Linked DNA regions of Mus musculus: all the other regions are linked to region 1. A link is a contact called in public Hi-C and promoter capture Hi-C data. All regions are on one chromosome and are shown on one strand. The core of a region is the stretch at or near the end of the contact, and the rest is flanking DNA. Distances in the headings are between cores, read along the strand shown. Region 1 holds the start of Tceanc (transcription elongation factor A (SII) N-terminal and central domain containing). Region 2 holds the start of Tlr8 (toll-like receptor 8). Region 3 has its middle 3.9 kb from the start of Gm15232.

Evidence for each region. Promoter capture Hi-C pulls out the DNA fragments that hold promoters and counts their contacts. A called contact is a pair of places that touch in the nucleus more often than the background predicts.
Region 2: a contact with region 1 is called in a promoter capture Hi-C map of neutrophils, with 6 times the contacts expected there. The contact joins the promoter of Tlr8 here to the promoter of Tceanc in region 1. A contact is called at or near these places in 4 of 39 promoter capture datasets (the C10 cell line, liver, neutrophils and 1 more) and 1 of 9 other capture datasets (macrophages).
Region 3: a contact with region 1 is called in a Hi-C map of Th2 cells, with 3 times the contacts expected there. The contact joins the enhancer-like site here to the promoter of Tceanc in region 1. A contact is called at or near these places in 2 of 484 Hi-C or Micro-C datasets (CD4 T cells and Th2 cells), 1 of 115 datasets of contacts at active chromatin or transcription factors (memory CD8 T cells) and 1 of 9 other capture datasets (adipose tissue).

What each region holds. Positions count from the first base shown.
Region 1 is chrX:166,507,509-166,512,468 of GRCm38.p6, reverse strand. It overlaps Tceanc (transcription elongation factor A (SII) N-terminal and central domain containing), which reads left to right and starts at 1,991. Exons shown (of 5, transcript NM_001007577.2): 1 at 1,991-2,176; 2 at 3,463-3,563; 3 at 4,723-4,760.
Region 2 is chrX:167,262,222-167,267,181 of GRCm38.p6, reverse strand. Tlr8 (toll-like receptor 8) reads left to right here and starts at 2,853. Exons shown (of 3, transcript NM_133212.3): 1 at 2,853-3,030; 2 at 3,292-3,433. The coding sequence starts at 3,431.
Region 3 is chrX:167,103,503-167,108,462 of GRCm38.p6, reverse strand. No RefSeq gene overlaps it. Among named protein-coding and RNA genes, the nearest start is that of Gm15232, 3.9 kb to the right of the region's middle. Within about 2 kb of position 2,197, at least 58 of the 459 cell types and tissues checked have an H3K27ac peak or open chromatin away from gene starts, as enhancers often do. A contact at or near this core is called in Th2 cells, adipose tissue and memory CD8 T cells, where this site is marked.

The DNA of each region.
Region 1 (4,960 bases), core at 742-3,241:
TCAAAAATTATCGGGTTTTTTTTTTTTTTTTTTTTTTGTACTAAGCAAAGATTCTTTGTAATTCAAGCCGGGCTCTTCTAGGCCTTGTGTGCGCACATCTTCAGAGGCCAGCTGTAGCAGAGTCCTGATACTTATCATTTACTCAGAGCTTCTCATTCTCACTACACAATCTCGCTCAGCATCTGCTCCAGTTCTCCACTCTGTACCACCCACTTACACCTACACCCCTACTGTCAGATCTGCAGCCAAAATCCCATTGGGTTAGAGCCTAGCTTGGTTTCTGTTGCTGGGATAAACACAGTGGTCAAATACAACTCAGGGAGGAAAGGATTTATTTCATCTGACAGGCTACAGTCCATAATTGAAGGAACTCAGGGCAGGAACTGGAAGCAGGAACCATGGAGGAATGCTACTTACTGCCTTGCTCCCAAGTACACATCAACTACCCTTTTGTATACAGCCCAGGCCTAAGTACTAAGGATAATATGGCCTTCCCACAGAGGGCTGAGCCCGCCTACATTAATTAGAAATAGAGAAAAATGCCACACAGATGTGTACAATTTTTCAATTGAGACTCCTTCTTTCCAGGTGTGTCAAGTTGACAAGCAAGACCTTGCAGTTTTGTAAATCAATTATTTCCGAGAACTTCAACACCAAATGGTGTTACTTTCAGAGTGATAAACCATAGCAAAAAACAAAAAAAAAAAAAAACAAAAAAAAACCAAAAACTTCTAGACTGGGCCTAGTGATACACACCCATAGTATCAGCACTTGGAGAGCAAGAAGATTATCCTAGTTTGAGGACAGCCTGGACTACATAGTTGTAGACCAGGCTAGACTACAGTGTGAGAATCTTGTGTTTAAACCAAACCAAACCCAAACCAAGATTGCTTTGTAATCATACCCTAATACTAACCGTTCAAAACAGAAAAATAATCAGGCATCCCTTATCCTGATCAGTGTGAGTTCCTTGTCCTCCCTCTGCTGAGGTAAAATCTCTTACATTCATGACCAGATCACCCTGCTGTATCCCTGCTATGAACAGATCCAGTACACAACACTGAGGGGTTGCTTCCTTAAATCTTTTCCTGAATTGTTTTGGCATTGGAGGTCAAAGGAGTCTGCCACATTTTCTAGTTCAATTATCACTGTGGTTTTAATCCTTGAAGGCAGACCATGTTCACACATACACTCAGGTTTCTTGTAACTAATTACTGAATGGTTACTACTTCCTTTCATTCTTGTGATGCATGTTATATGCTTGTTGGACTAATTACTGTTAGGCATGACAGTAATTATGGCTTGCCTTTTTGCTGCCTGGTTTGTTAGTTGAGAGAGTCTTACTATGTAACCCTAGCTGGTCAGAAACTTATGGACCTTCTCCCATCTCTGCCTCTGGAGCGCTAGTATTATATGCCACCAGGTTTAGCCATTTTTATATTGATTTAAAAAAAAAAACCCAACCATTTATTATTACAGACCATCACTGTTAGCCATTTATATTTTATTTGATTGTTCTTATGGAGGGTTTTACATTTGTTTATTTTTATTTATTTAGGAAGGCGAGTACCGGGTCCAGCCTGTTTAGTTTTGCCCCAGGCTGTCCTCGAACTCGGGATCCTCCGGTCTCTGTACTTTAGTCTTCAGCCTTTGCCTACTGGGGTCCATCACCACAGCCAGCCTGTTTTTATTTTTGTCCCATCTGTTTTACTGGTTTGACGGAAACTAAAAAGAGTAAGCGCATCAACAAACGTTGCCACTGAAACGCAGCAGCCGGGTTAGTTTCACTTCGGGCCTTAGCTCCTCTCTCAAGGGACCACTCTGCGAGGCCCGCGGCCGCTCTGCGCAGGCGCCAAGTCCAAAGCACCTTAGCGTCCAATCCCACGCCCACGTTGGCTCGCCGGAACCTTAGGACTGGTGCAGGCTCTGTCGTCCGGCCCCAAGAAACGGAAGTTCCCTCCAGGAGGAGGCGGCACCGCCCACTGGAGGGCGGCGCCTGCGCTTCTGGGCGGGCGGTGCTGCGGCCGCTAGGGCAGTGACCGAGCATCTCCGATGGCGGCGTTCCGCCATTTCCGTTACCTCGGCCCCCGCGGAAGGGCTAACTCCCGGGTCCAGTGGAAGGCAATCCCGGCTCGCAGGGGCGCTCTGGTGCTCCCCGTGCCCAGGCTGCTCGAAGGTTGATTTCCTCCTCCCTTTAGGTGCTGTCATTGGAGCGGGCCGGAAGGCGCGCCGCCATGGCTGTACGGCCTCAGGGCCGTCCCCCGGGGTGGATTTCTGCAGGCTTTGTTTAGTAGTCAACCCCACCCACAGGAATCTCTCTGGGCGGGCCGGTTCCTCTCCCTGTCCCTTCCCCCGGGATCCTAACGTGGCTGCCTAAAAACAACGCCCCGCCAGCGTCTCGTGTCCTAGCCCCCCAGCCCCCCATGGCCCGTCCATTCCCTTCTGAGCCAGGGCCTTGAAGCTTGACCGATAAGTTTAGCCTGGAGCTAGAAAATTTCTCTTTTTTTCCCCTCCTGGATGTTGAGAGAGATTTAAAGACTGCTGGTCTGTTCCCTAAGCCTCTGGAAAATTTCACAGTAACTTTCCTGTGCTTTTTCTTCACGTTTGGACGATTTTAGTGCAGATGTGTGTATGCCCTTCCTATAATTGCATATTCCCAGGCGTCTGCATGCATTCAGGCAACACATGGTAGGGCCGACTCTTGCTGTCACTATAAAAGGTTTTGTATGTGCACACACATTGTACACACACACACATATACATACTCATACACACACTGGTAAATGGTAAAATGTACACTCATATATGAACTACAACTGCCATGAAATGTGTCTGATCTGGATTGGAGTGTGTTCGAGTGTAAAGCACAGCAGACTTTTGTTTTTGAGAATTAACACAAAAAGGAATTAAAATACCCTTTTATCAGATTTTGAAAGGACAGTATTGGGGCGAAGCTTAGGTGTAGCTCAGTAGTAGAGCACATACTTTAATCTGCCTAAGGCCCTGGGTATGAACTCTGCCACTGCATTTTAAAGGAAAAATATTTTAGCTAAGTAAAACTAGAATTAATTCCAACAAATTTTAACATACTATCACACATTTAAAAAATATCTTTGTGGCTTGAAATCTTTATATGAGATAGCATTGCTCTACAAAGGGTGCTTTCAAACAGTACCCTGTGGCCAAACACAGACTGCCCACATTCTCTTTTGAAATACAGTCTCTTGTAGCCCTGGCTGGCCTCTTTCTGACCACACTGGCTTTATGAGGTGTGCATAGAGGGGGGTGGGCTTGAGGAGGGTGCAAACTCAGTGCCCTGTGCATGTTAGGTAAGTGCTCCACGAACTGAGCCTCATCTTCAGACCCCCTCCCTCAACACACACACTTTAAAAAATAATTTGTGCTAATCAACTTAGATGTCTTCCTTAATTACTGTCCTCCCCCCTCCCTTTTTTGAGACAGGGTCTGACACTGAACCTGAAGCTCACCAGTTCAGCTAGACTGCCTGGCCAGTGAACTCCAAAGACTGACCTGTCTCTCCCTTCCCGTTGCTGGAATTACAGGTGTGCACCATAAGCCTGGCTTTTTATGTAGATGCTGGGGATCAAGACTCAGGTCCTCATTGCACAGCAAGCAGTTTACCACCTGAGCCATCTTCCCAGTTCCAGCCTGCCTTATTAGGTTTAATTGTATATAGATGTGTGGGTATATGCATGTGAGTGCCAGTCCTACAGGAGGCCAAAGGCATCAGGTTTTCCTAAAGCTGGGTTATAAGCACTTGTGAACTACCCAGTATAGGGTGGGAACTAAAGGGGATGTAGGGGAAGGAGGCAGGAGGGAGGATAGCCCAAGCCCGGCCAGCGTTCCTCCTATGCTCTGGGCAGGCAGACGCCGTAAGGCTGCCAGAAGCTTTCCACTCAGCCCGGGTGGGCATTTAAGCCACTGACCCCACTTGACAGGGGGTGGGGTGGGGTGGACAAGGGGCAGCCCCTGAAACCAGGGCCCCCAGGACAACACCCTGTTGCCCCGGCGTTATGGGAGCAAGGGCTGAAGGAAGAGAGGTAAGGGCTGAAGGAAGAGAGGTTCCCACACAGGTGAGAGTAAGTGTAGGGGGCCTTGATGAGCAGAGACAGTCTATGGTTTTAGAGCTTTATTGTAGAAAGGCAGGGGGAAAGAGAAAAGAAAGGCTAGAGAATAAGAGTAAGAGAGTGAGAGGAGAGGAGAGAAGAGTAAGGGGAGTAAGAGGAAGAGAGCGAGGTGGAGCCAAACAGCTCCTCTTATGGTTTGCTGTAATCTTTACTATTGCTAGGTAACTGGGAGGAGTTTAGCCTGAAGGTCAGAAGCTTGGGACATTGTCTACATGACTACTAGCCATGCTTCTCCTGTGGGGGTTGAGGGGAAAGTAACTTCGACAGGAGCCAGGGTCCAGGAGACACGAGGGAACGCCTTCCATCCCATGTAGGTGGGAATTACCACCACTGGGTCCCGGGGTTCAACATCTAGCCTCAACTGGAAACCAGGCTGTCTGTGCATAGCCCAGTGCCCCACAGTGTAGGTGCTGGAAACTGAACCTGGCTCCTCTAAGATAGCAGTACACAACTGCTTAACCATCACTCCAGCCCCATTCAGTATTTGCTATCTGTTTGTTCTGCTGCAAAAGTAATAGAGTTAAATAGTCCCTGCACCAGAAGTCTAAAGTATTTCCTATCTGTCCTTTTACAGAAAGTATTTGCTGGCCTCCTGTCCTGGAAAAATAGCTGGTATGTAGATATTAAATCTTTTTTAATGTTTTTTTTTTTAAGACAAAGTCTCACTATAAAGCTCATGTTGTCTAGACTTGACAAACATCCTGCCTTAGCCTCCAGAGTGCTAGGATATATGTGTCAGTATACTTAGAAAGATTTATTCATTTTTAAGTTACAGTTAATATATTTGTGGTGTGTGAATGCACATGTCGAAG
Region 2 (4,960 bases), core at 1,604-4,103, 750 kb before region 1:
TTGTATACAAAAGCAGAGAAACTGGGTGGTTATAATGAGATTTTTATAAAAGAACTAAGAAGTTAGGACAGGACACCTGTTGAAATAGATGAAAAACTCATGACCAGCCTTTCCTCAAAACAGTGACAGAACACTTGATGTCATCCAATTTTTCACGTGGGATATTAGTGAAGAGAGATATTGAAAATGCATCAGAGCAGAACTTGAGTGGTAAGAGTTCTATACTTACTTTTCCTGTATTGAACCCTTGATCTTTGGTTCCCGTTCCCTTACCCATAAAATTTGATGACTCTTTGTAGCTTTTAACTACTGTGGTTACTTGTCATTATTTGGGAGAGTCTGGCTTAAGGAAATACAGAAAAGAATGGGAGGAAGACCTGGGTTTCAGATAATTATTCTTTAGCTCTAGAGGGACTCAAGGATGAATTTGCCAAGGACTATGTTGGGATCTTGCCTTCTCTTGTATCTGTTATTATACTAACCATACAATTATACTAACCATAGGAAAAAGGTCTCTTCATCACAGTCAAATGCATTATTGTACACAGTTGCAAAGATTGTCCTCTGCAAACCTACTTGTGCAACTACATAGTCAAGTAAGTTTGTCATTTAGCCCTCCTTCCTCTTACCTCGCTCTGTTCACTAATTTGGAACTATATTCGCTCACATAGAAGAAGCTAAGTCGTTTACCTAAAGAGCCATCCATTCCTAATGAGTGCTGAGAAGTTGTATAGTGGAACACTTTGAGCTTGGAGTTGAAGTGAGGAATGAATACGGAAATAGAAAACAACCATTGAGGCTGGGAATGAGTAGGGGACAAATGGCTCAGCAGAGAAAAATGAAAGATGTGATTAGGAGATATCCAATAGCTTTATACCTTGGATGGCAGGCAGGGCAGAGAATGCAGAGCAATTCCAGCAGTTACCAGTACTAACTCTTGGGCTTGGCCAGAGGGCAAGATCAGCTGACCACTCTGCATGTTGTATGGCAGACCTTCTTTACAGGTCCTACCTGACCTCCTATCAATTCTTTGTTCATTTTCATCATTGGTTGGGAACAATAATGATTTTATGCATTTTTCTGGAAGATAAAAGCCTGTGTGGGTGTGGTTTATGCTCATGTGTAATTGTATTTTATATGCTTCTTATTAACTGTTCTTATTAACTGTTGGTTGGTATTTTGCACCTTTGAACCCAGACCACAAGAGTCATATTCTTCTATCTGAACCAAGATAGCCTGCTCAGCCATCTCACTATGTTTCTGTTTGCGCTGTTATTGTTGCTTAGAGCATTGAGTTTCTAAAATAGGATGTCAACATGACCTGGAATTCACCATGGAGACCAGGCTGTCTTCAAATGCATGGAGACCCTCCTGCTTCTACCATCCAAGTGCTCAGATTACAGTGTGCACCATCATACTTGCTTAGAACTTTCTTTTGAACAGTGTTCAGGAGAAACAAAAAAAGTGAGAGGTGTCTAAATATAGCCTTTGATTTCTGAGGCCCCATCCTCCCTGAGACCATGCCTTCCCTGTGGTAATGGAGCATACTGATTCGTAAACTGTAAGCCCAAGTAAATCTTTCCTCTGTTAAAAAAAAAAGATTTCTGGTTATGTCACAAATGTTTAAGCTGTCTCTGTTCCTTGATGACCTGGATCCTAGAAAGCTCTCCCCGACCATGGCCAAATCGTGAATACCTCAGGGACTGATACTCAGAAGTCAGTCTAGGAAAGGTTATCCAAGGTATTCTATGACTTCTTCAAGGCATTTTTTTCTATAACCAGGCTTTCTGTGGTCCACATTTCTGTGAATGACACACAGTGTGTTTACCTCTTACTTAGTAGGAGGAGGCTCTATAGAACAGAGCACCTCACTCTGACATACTTCTTTCTCCAGAGGCCAGCAAGGACTTTCTGTTAAAAGTTGGCATTTTGGGACAAGAGGTGAATTTCTGATATCATGTATATCCTTACATGGTAACTGAAAAACAATATCTCACAATTATTTCATTTATAAAATTCAAAACAGAATAATAGCTGAGGGTAGATTTTACTATGTACATGGTAATCAGAAAAAAATTAGAATTAGTTTTTGAGAGGGGTGTTTTTATAATTAGAGATTGAAGCTAGTGCTTCAACATGCCAAATTGCCAAATGTTCCTTTGTAAATTTTTGGTTTTTTGTTTTGTGTGTGTGTGTGTGTGTGTGTGTTTACTTGTGGACCAGATGTTGCTCCAAGGTTTTTGATTGTGAATACCTTTCTATGAAATATGTGGTGGGGCCCTGGCCCTGGAAGCTCCAAGTCTAATTTTATCCAACCAAATGAGAAAAGGGAAAAATCCCCAGACTCTACAATGCTCATCCAATCCCTCTTGCTCTCACTCAATGAGGAATTCTTTTATTTTTGAATGAACATTTATTGACCTTACATTGCATGTCAGGTGCTGCATGTAGAAGTGCCCCAGCTACAGTGGGCGATCCCTAGACACCTATGCAGCATGGCAGTCTTGAAAAGGTGTGGAACAAAGCAGAAGTATATATGAGTTACATACCTAAAGATAAGTTTCATAAATCCCAAATTTGATACAAATTTATGGTACAGGTGTTTGCTTTTTAAAATAATTTTTCATCAAAATATTATTTTCTCCCCCATTTTATTGCCTGTTTCCCTCCTAATCCTGCTTACCCAAACCCTACAGGTATCCATAGACATGAATATATGCCAACTCAAAAAAGTATGATGTGAGGGTTCTATGAAAATAATTTTATAAATGACTTTTCCTCTGAATTCAGTTTCGAAATTTTTAAAGCATAGCCAATAAGTGATTTGGCAACAGTTAAGAAATCACAAGTTCCTGTCTTCCAACATAAACTTCTGCAAATCCATTGCTAGATTTTGCTGATGCTAAAGCGACCAGATTTCAGAAGTTTGCCAAAGTCTGCTCTCTGCACAGCTACTGTACACAGAGGACCACTGCACTGCTACTACAAGCTATTGAAAGAGAACCTTGAAGGGATCCCAGCCAGAAAGGGGTAAGCTATGTGCGAGCTTGTCTCAAAGATCTCCTGCAAAATATAATTTCCCATCTAGAGATCCGGGTTGGTGGCTACTGATGGAAACAAAGAAAGTACTAACTGAGCCAAGTAGTAGCAGAAGCCAGAGGAAACCAGCAGCACACATTGTATGCTGGGAGGACTGCCTGTCTGATGAGTTTGTGCGAATGTTAAGATAAACTAAATTAGAGAGGAAACTTTGAAAGCCGAATACAATGATAATATTATCATTCTGAACAGGAAAGCAAGAGCCTTCCAAGAAAGAATTTGGGCTGTTCTATTATTTTCTGGTCCAGCTATAGAGCACATCTTCTTCCAGAAAAACAGAGTTGGATGTTAAGAGAGAAACAAACGTTTTACCTTCCTTTGTCTATAGAACATGGTAAGTTCCCTACCGCTAGACCAGTGGTTCGCAACCTCTCTAATGCTGTGACACTTTAATATAGTTCCTCATGTTGTGGTGACTTCCAACCACAAAAATATTTCATTGCTACTTCATTACTGTAATTCTGCTCCTGTTATATTTAATTGTAATGTAAATATCTGTGTTTTCCTATAGACTTAGGCAACCTTTGTGGAGAGAATTCTTTGACTCCCAAAGGGGTCATGACCCACAGGTTGAGAACCATTGCTTTACAAACATGGTTCAGTATCTGCAGTCTGGTGATAGTTGCTTTTAACTACTAAAAGCTGGAGTTTCTGTAGCAGCAGCTCCTTTTCCTGTTTGAAGTTTTAAAATGCACATCTCACTGCATCTGCTGCTATTGCCTTACACTGTCTAGATGCAGCAAGAGTTCTATTCTTATCATTGTCAAAAGATATTTGATTGAAAAGCAAACAAACTACAAGTTTCTCTGAATGGTGTATGTTATAGAAAATTCAGGGAAGTATAAGGAGAAATTGGAATATCTGACTTGAAACAAATCTCACTTAAAATTGACCATGTATGTTTTCCCTAGCCATTTAGTGCATATGAAAGGCCTTGGTGTGCTTTTGACACTAATTTAATGTCTATTTAACTTATTGGAAGTTAATTTTTATGCTCAGTTAGGTCCATAATGGAGCTTGAATATCAATTCATTTTGCAGTAAAATTTTATGATCCTTACAAATGACTGTGATCTATATGGGATTGGTCCAAAGAGACCAAAAGCACATATGACACTGCAATTGAAGTCGCCCAGTTTCGACTTGGTAAATTGCTATGATAGTCAAAATAGCTATGTCGTAAGAAAGGAGAGTATAGAACAGTAAGTGAATCAGAGGAAGCTTGTAAAGAAGTCCTTGGCTTCCACCTGTCACCAGAGGGAAAGAAGAGGGTAGGTTTTACAAGCTTACATTGATTCTCTCACTGTTTATATTTTACGGTCTTATGTTATGTTGAATATCATTTCATTTTCTTTCGATCACTGCTTCTCGTCCTAAATGATAATCCTAAAACCAGCAGAACTGATGGGGGGGAAAGGCAGGCTATCGGGAAGTCCAGTTTCAGAGAACACCATACACAGGAACTCATTACAGCAATGTCAGTGACGCTTGTTGTGGTGACTTAGTAAGCACAGAAAGTCAAAGTGGAACATCTGTTCCCAGACTCTATATCCTGTAGATTTGAAATGTGTGGTAGTTTATTATACTTTTTATTTGTTTGATATGTATTTGAGTGTTTTGCATGCTTGTGCACATTGCCTAGTGCTTACAGATATTAGAAAATGATGTCAGATTGTCTGAAACTGGAGTTATAAATAGTTTTGTGTCAACATATATGTACTGGGAAGAGAATCCAGGTTCTCTGCAAAAGCAACAAACACTCTTCACTGCTGAGTCATCTCTCTAGCCCCTATCTATGACTCTTTTGCTCATTCCTGCAACCAGATCATTCTCAATTTGTTCTTTAGCTTCCAGCAGTAACT
Region 3 (4,960 bases), core at 948-3,447, 600 kb before region 1:
TACCAATTGTATTCCACTCTCTACATTTCCAACCTAGAGCATTTGGCCATGTAGGCTATTCTTTGCAGCTGCATGCAATTAGTTGGGCTATGCTTTTGCTTTTTGCACTTTACCCAAAATTGCCTTGCCCTTTCTTCTCTTTGATGGGCTTTGATGGGCTTGAATTTCACTGGGACACAAGAGCAAACTGGCATTGAATCCCAGACCTGTTTCACTTATCCATTCATTTGTTGATGTAAAAGTTTGGAACACTAGTAGAGCAACTAGTAGAACACTTTCCTAGCATACATAGGGTCCTGGGTTTGATGCCCTAGAACTGAAAAAAACCTGCTCACACGTTGTTGTTGATTTATTTTCATTTCCATCATAGACGAAAAAGGAAAGTTAAGATGATGACTGCCATGGTATTTTTTAAGACAGGCTCTGGTGGTAGCTATAGCTTGTCAACCAAGTATTCGCTCCCTACTTAAGTTATTTCTTTGAGAAAGGGTCTCACTGTGTTGCTCTGGCTGGCTTGGAACTCACTGTGGAAACCAGTCTGGCCTCAAACTCACAGAGATCTGCCTGCCTCTGCCTCCTAAGTGCTAGGATTAAGGGTATGTGCATAAGTCATTTTTAATTGGGCAACATTACCATGTATCTCTAAGGTTATTTATTTGTTAAACTTAATACCCTTGAGAGTGAGAAATCAGAAAGTGGAAGGAGAATAAGAGAAGTCCTCTTTCGTTTAAGATCTTGTGGGCTAGGTCTGTTTCCTCTGCCTACTCTTTGTCTGAAGTTTTGAAAGATAACAAAAACCTTCAGTGGGGTAATATAAAAACCTTTACACAGGCTGCCCCTTCTCTTACACAATATGCATCGTCCTGAAGTCCTACAATGTGATTACAGTCCACATTAATGGCTCATAATGGACGTGTAGCCTGCTTGCAAAGCTCATACGAGTGCATCCTAAAATATGAGCATCATCTGTCTTGGAGGGAAATGCTTCACCCAAGACTGCTAGGATCTGAAAGCTTGGTGTGTAAGCATCTGAGCATCTTAGAAGTTAGAGCCCTCTCAAATTCTCCCTTAATGCTTGTTCAACAGTGCTAAATAACATTGATTGGGACTGAGAGCAGATAAATAACAGAAGACAGCTAAAAGGGCTTCATTTCCCAAAAGAGATTGCTCTCAGCTATGAGAGTGTAAAATGTCCTTCCCTTCCCTAAGTGAGCCATGAGGATGCCTGCTCAAGGGAAAATGGCTCCACCTGAGAGATTCTTTAAGAGCAATTGAGAAAAGGCTCTACACCGGGCTTTTCCTCAGCTGGACCCAGCTTGCCATCCTCTGGGTGGTACCTTTGGATGTTACATGTAAAGGGACTATGAACAAGAAAACAGATGACTTTTGTTTATATGCTAAGGGGTTCCATGTGATGAGTACTAGAGTCTTGGTAATGTTCTTGTGCATCTTGTGTGAATGTTTCCGAATGCACGTCTACCTGAACGTTATACTGAAAACAGTACTATTTATCAATTGCTTGTGAGAAAGCCCTAGGAACTTCCTGTTTCAAGTGGACCAGAATAAAGATGGCAAAGTACCATGTAATTTTCTTTGTCTCTGCTATTTTCAAGCTAGGAAAGGAAGTGTATTTATGAATACTTTAGATACCTCCACTAGTATGCAGATACAAGATGACAGAGGGGAGACTGTAGATCTGGCTTAGCTCCTCCACCTAAGCCTTTGGGAGAAATCAGGACACCTCTGTGGACTAAAGCAAAGCAGTTTGACAGAAGGACTTACGAGGATGGATTGTCTAAGATAGGGGAAGATAGATGACCAACAGAAAGGTAAGATTGGCATGGATAGTTGGGATATGAGGTCAGAAGCCTTTCACCCGCTCCTGCTTCATCTACTGTCTATTCAGAACAAATAGTGGAGACGCTTGGTGGTGGTACAGGGCTGTAATCTTCATACTTGGAGGTGGAGACAGGAGGATCCAGCTTGAAGGTCATCCTCATCTACAAAACGCATTTGAGGCCATGTCTCAAAACATTCAAACCTCTTAAAAAAAGAAAAAAAAAGGATTAGCATCTAGTCACCCAGTTGCCGTTGGTGTCAAAGTTCTAATCACAATATGAGCAGTTTACTGAAGGTAGAACACTGTGGTCACAACCACACGTCCCAAAATAGGCATTTTCTTTGGGCCTACAAGGCCCCTCCCTCCCTTGAATACTGCACCGTTTGCTTGCATGCACTCTAAGTTGCGTGCAATGGCTGGAGGCTTTCTCTTCCCCTATGTTAACTCAAGAAAACAGAAGGATGCCTCAGCCAGACAGCAGCCGCCCTCGCTCGGTCCCTTCCTTCTCTGTGCTCTGGCAGCTGGTGATTTCTTCATTCTCTTAATCTGTCAGGAGAATCGAATCATTGGGGCGCATAGTCCCTCAATTAGAATGCAAGAGCAGCCGCCTCCATCACAGTCTGCCTGGGGGAGCTGTTTATTCCCTAGTCTGAATGTGAAAGCCGTGGCTTTTGGCAGGGTGCATGCAATATGTAATCATGAAAGTTCTTTTTGAAGCAAGAGTGACTAAAGTTCAAATGGATGCAAGACTGATAGTCTCATCTCCATCTTGTCTTCTGGGCTGTTAGTATGCTGTCCTTTTCATATTATTAATTCATTAAGGAACAGCAAGCTCCTGTGGGGTATTACTTTCCGAAGTGGGCTTTTTCATTGTAAAACCACTTACACATAGGGGATTTGGACAATATAGAAAAGCTCAATAGCTGGGGAGGGGCATTAAATCTTTATAAGCTTTGCCCTCAGCTAATGAGAAACTGTTGTTGCTATTCTGACGTAGTTTTTCTCTTTTATATTTGAAACAGAGTCCCATGTGCACAAGGCTGACCTCAAACGTGATATGTAGCTGAGGGTGACTTTCAATTTCTGATCCGCCTGCCTCTGCCTCCCAAGTGCTGGGACATGGTTTTGGTCTCTTTGTCTACATGTTTTCTTACACACACATTTCTTTTTCGACAAACCCAGACAAACCCAGATCATTCTGTTTCTTTTCATGTTGTGAGAAATTTTACTCATATATTCTCATTCTTCTGGAACATGACTATTAACAATTATGCTTACTGTATGAGCATGCCATCCACGTGTTTAAATTGTTTTTGAAGGATATTTAAGAGGCAGACCACTTTTCTCTAATGAATATCTCTGACTGCAGGTTTTTTTTTTACTATATTTCTTAATATCAGCCAAGCCTACATCTTTGAATGAAAATATTCAAAGTTAATGTGTTGTCTGATAGATCAACAAAATCGGCTACACTAATTTGTGGCCATATTAAGTTCGCTTTATTTTTGTTAGTAAAGGATCATTGGAATTTAGGGCTGATAGTGGCCATGCAGTGCTCTTAAATGATGGTGAGACGCTCCATACCTGGGATTTTAGATCTAAGCGGAAAACTTGTCAGAGATGGATGGAGAGTACTTTCTGGAGAGAAATGAGCCCTTTGGCAGAGCCACTGATTTTTATAGTGACATCAGTCCAGAAGTCATTCAAAGGAAGTTTGAAAAAGCACGTTGTCCAAAATTTCTCTACGCTCTTCCAACCCACACATATTGAAGTCAGAGTCTGTGACGAGGTGGACCAGTAAAGTTTCTGTGAGAAGGTGCATGCATGCTTGTACTTCGTTACTGTGAAAAAGAGAAAGAGAGAAAGAGAGAGAGAGAGAGAGAGAGAGAGAGAGAGAGAGAGAGAGAGAAAGAAAGAAAGAAAGAAAGAAAGAAAGAAAGAAAGAAAGAAAGAAAGAAAGAAAGAAAGAAAGGAAGGAAGGAAGAAAGGAAGGAAGAAAGAAAGAAAAACGTGTTAGCTGAACTTGGAGGTCATGTGGTCCGTAAGGTGAAGCCAACCAGGCTCTGTTTTTTGTAGCGTGTTAACTATTGTTTGTGTTTCCACTGGTGATAATAATAGCTAGCCACTTCCCCAGGGATAGTTGGGGCTCAATTCCTGTTTATTCAAACCCTGGAAGCCAGGCCGTGAAAGGCATGCACAAATGGTTGAAAGGGAAGTACAGCTTTGGCTTAGGTGCACAGATCTCTCACTGACAGCAATCTAATGAGGCTTTGGGTTGCTCATGAACTAAACCTGGGGTTAATAGCCTTCATCCTTACTGAGCTTGTGCACTGGTTGTGTGAAGGACTTATGATGTGTTCACAGGGGAAAGAATGGCTGTGGGACAGATAGCAAACGATTACATGGGCCTGAAACAAACACCGGTGTTTTAGAACACTTGGCGGAAACTGAAGCTGCAAATCATCTTATCAGCTCAGGCCTAGAGGGGCCAACTGAAGCTTCATCGAACACATCCTTTTACAAGCTCCGAGCTTTCAATGGGCCTTTGAAAACCAGTCAAGCTGGAGCTGGCTTTTCAGAGGTTGCCGGCTGCTCAGTTTACAACAGTACAAATTGGCAGCTCCGCAAGAAAGAAACAGAAATCCAATCCGTGCCTGGGATTGAAAGCTCCAGAGGCTCAAATGTCAGCTACACTGGAGTATGGCTTCTCCTCTAATTATGTCCGGTCAAATAAGGGTTGAAAATGTCAGCCCTAGACCTGAGACTCAGGCCACTCCAGCCACCAATGACACTGGGCTGGGGTCCAGTTGAAATAATGAAGAATGAATTTGAAAAGCCCTTCAGTTGATTTCAAGACTTCCTGGGACTGCAGCATTTGAACCACAATGTTCTTCTTTTGAGGCAAAGGTGGGAGCCAATCATGAGAGAGGTTTCGTGGCTTGTACTGTCTATATTTGGCTATATTGTTGCTTCATTCAACTACACTTATGGTATGAGTGCTTGAAAAGCAGGACTTCCGGAAGGGTTTTTAATGCCTCCTTTTTACAAAGGAGCCTTATCTTTATGCATATGGAGCTGCTTGGGAACATATCTTGTGGCTTTCAAACGAAGGGAGCCAGT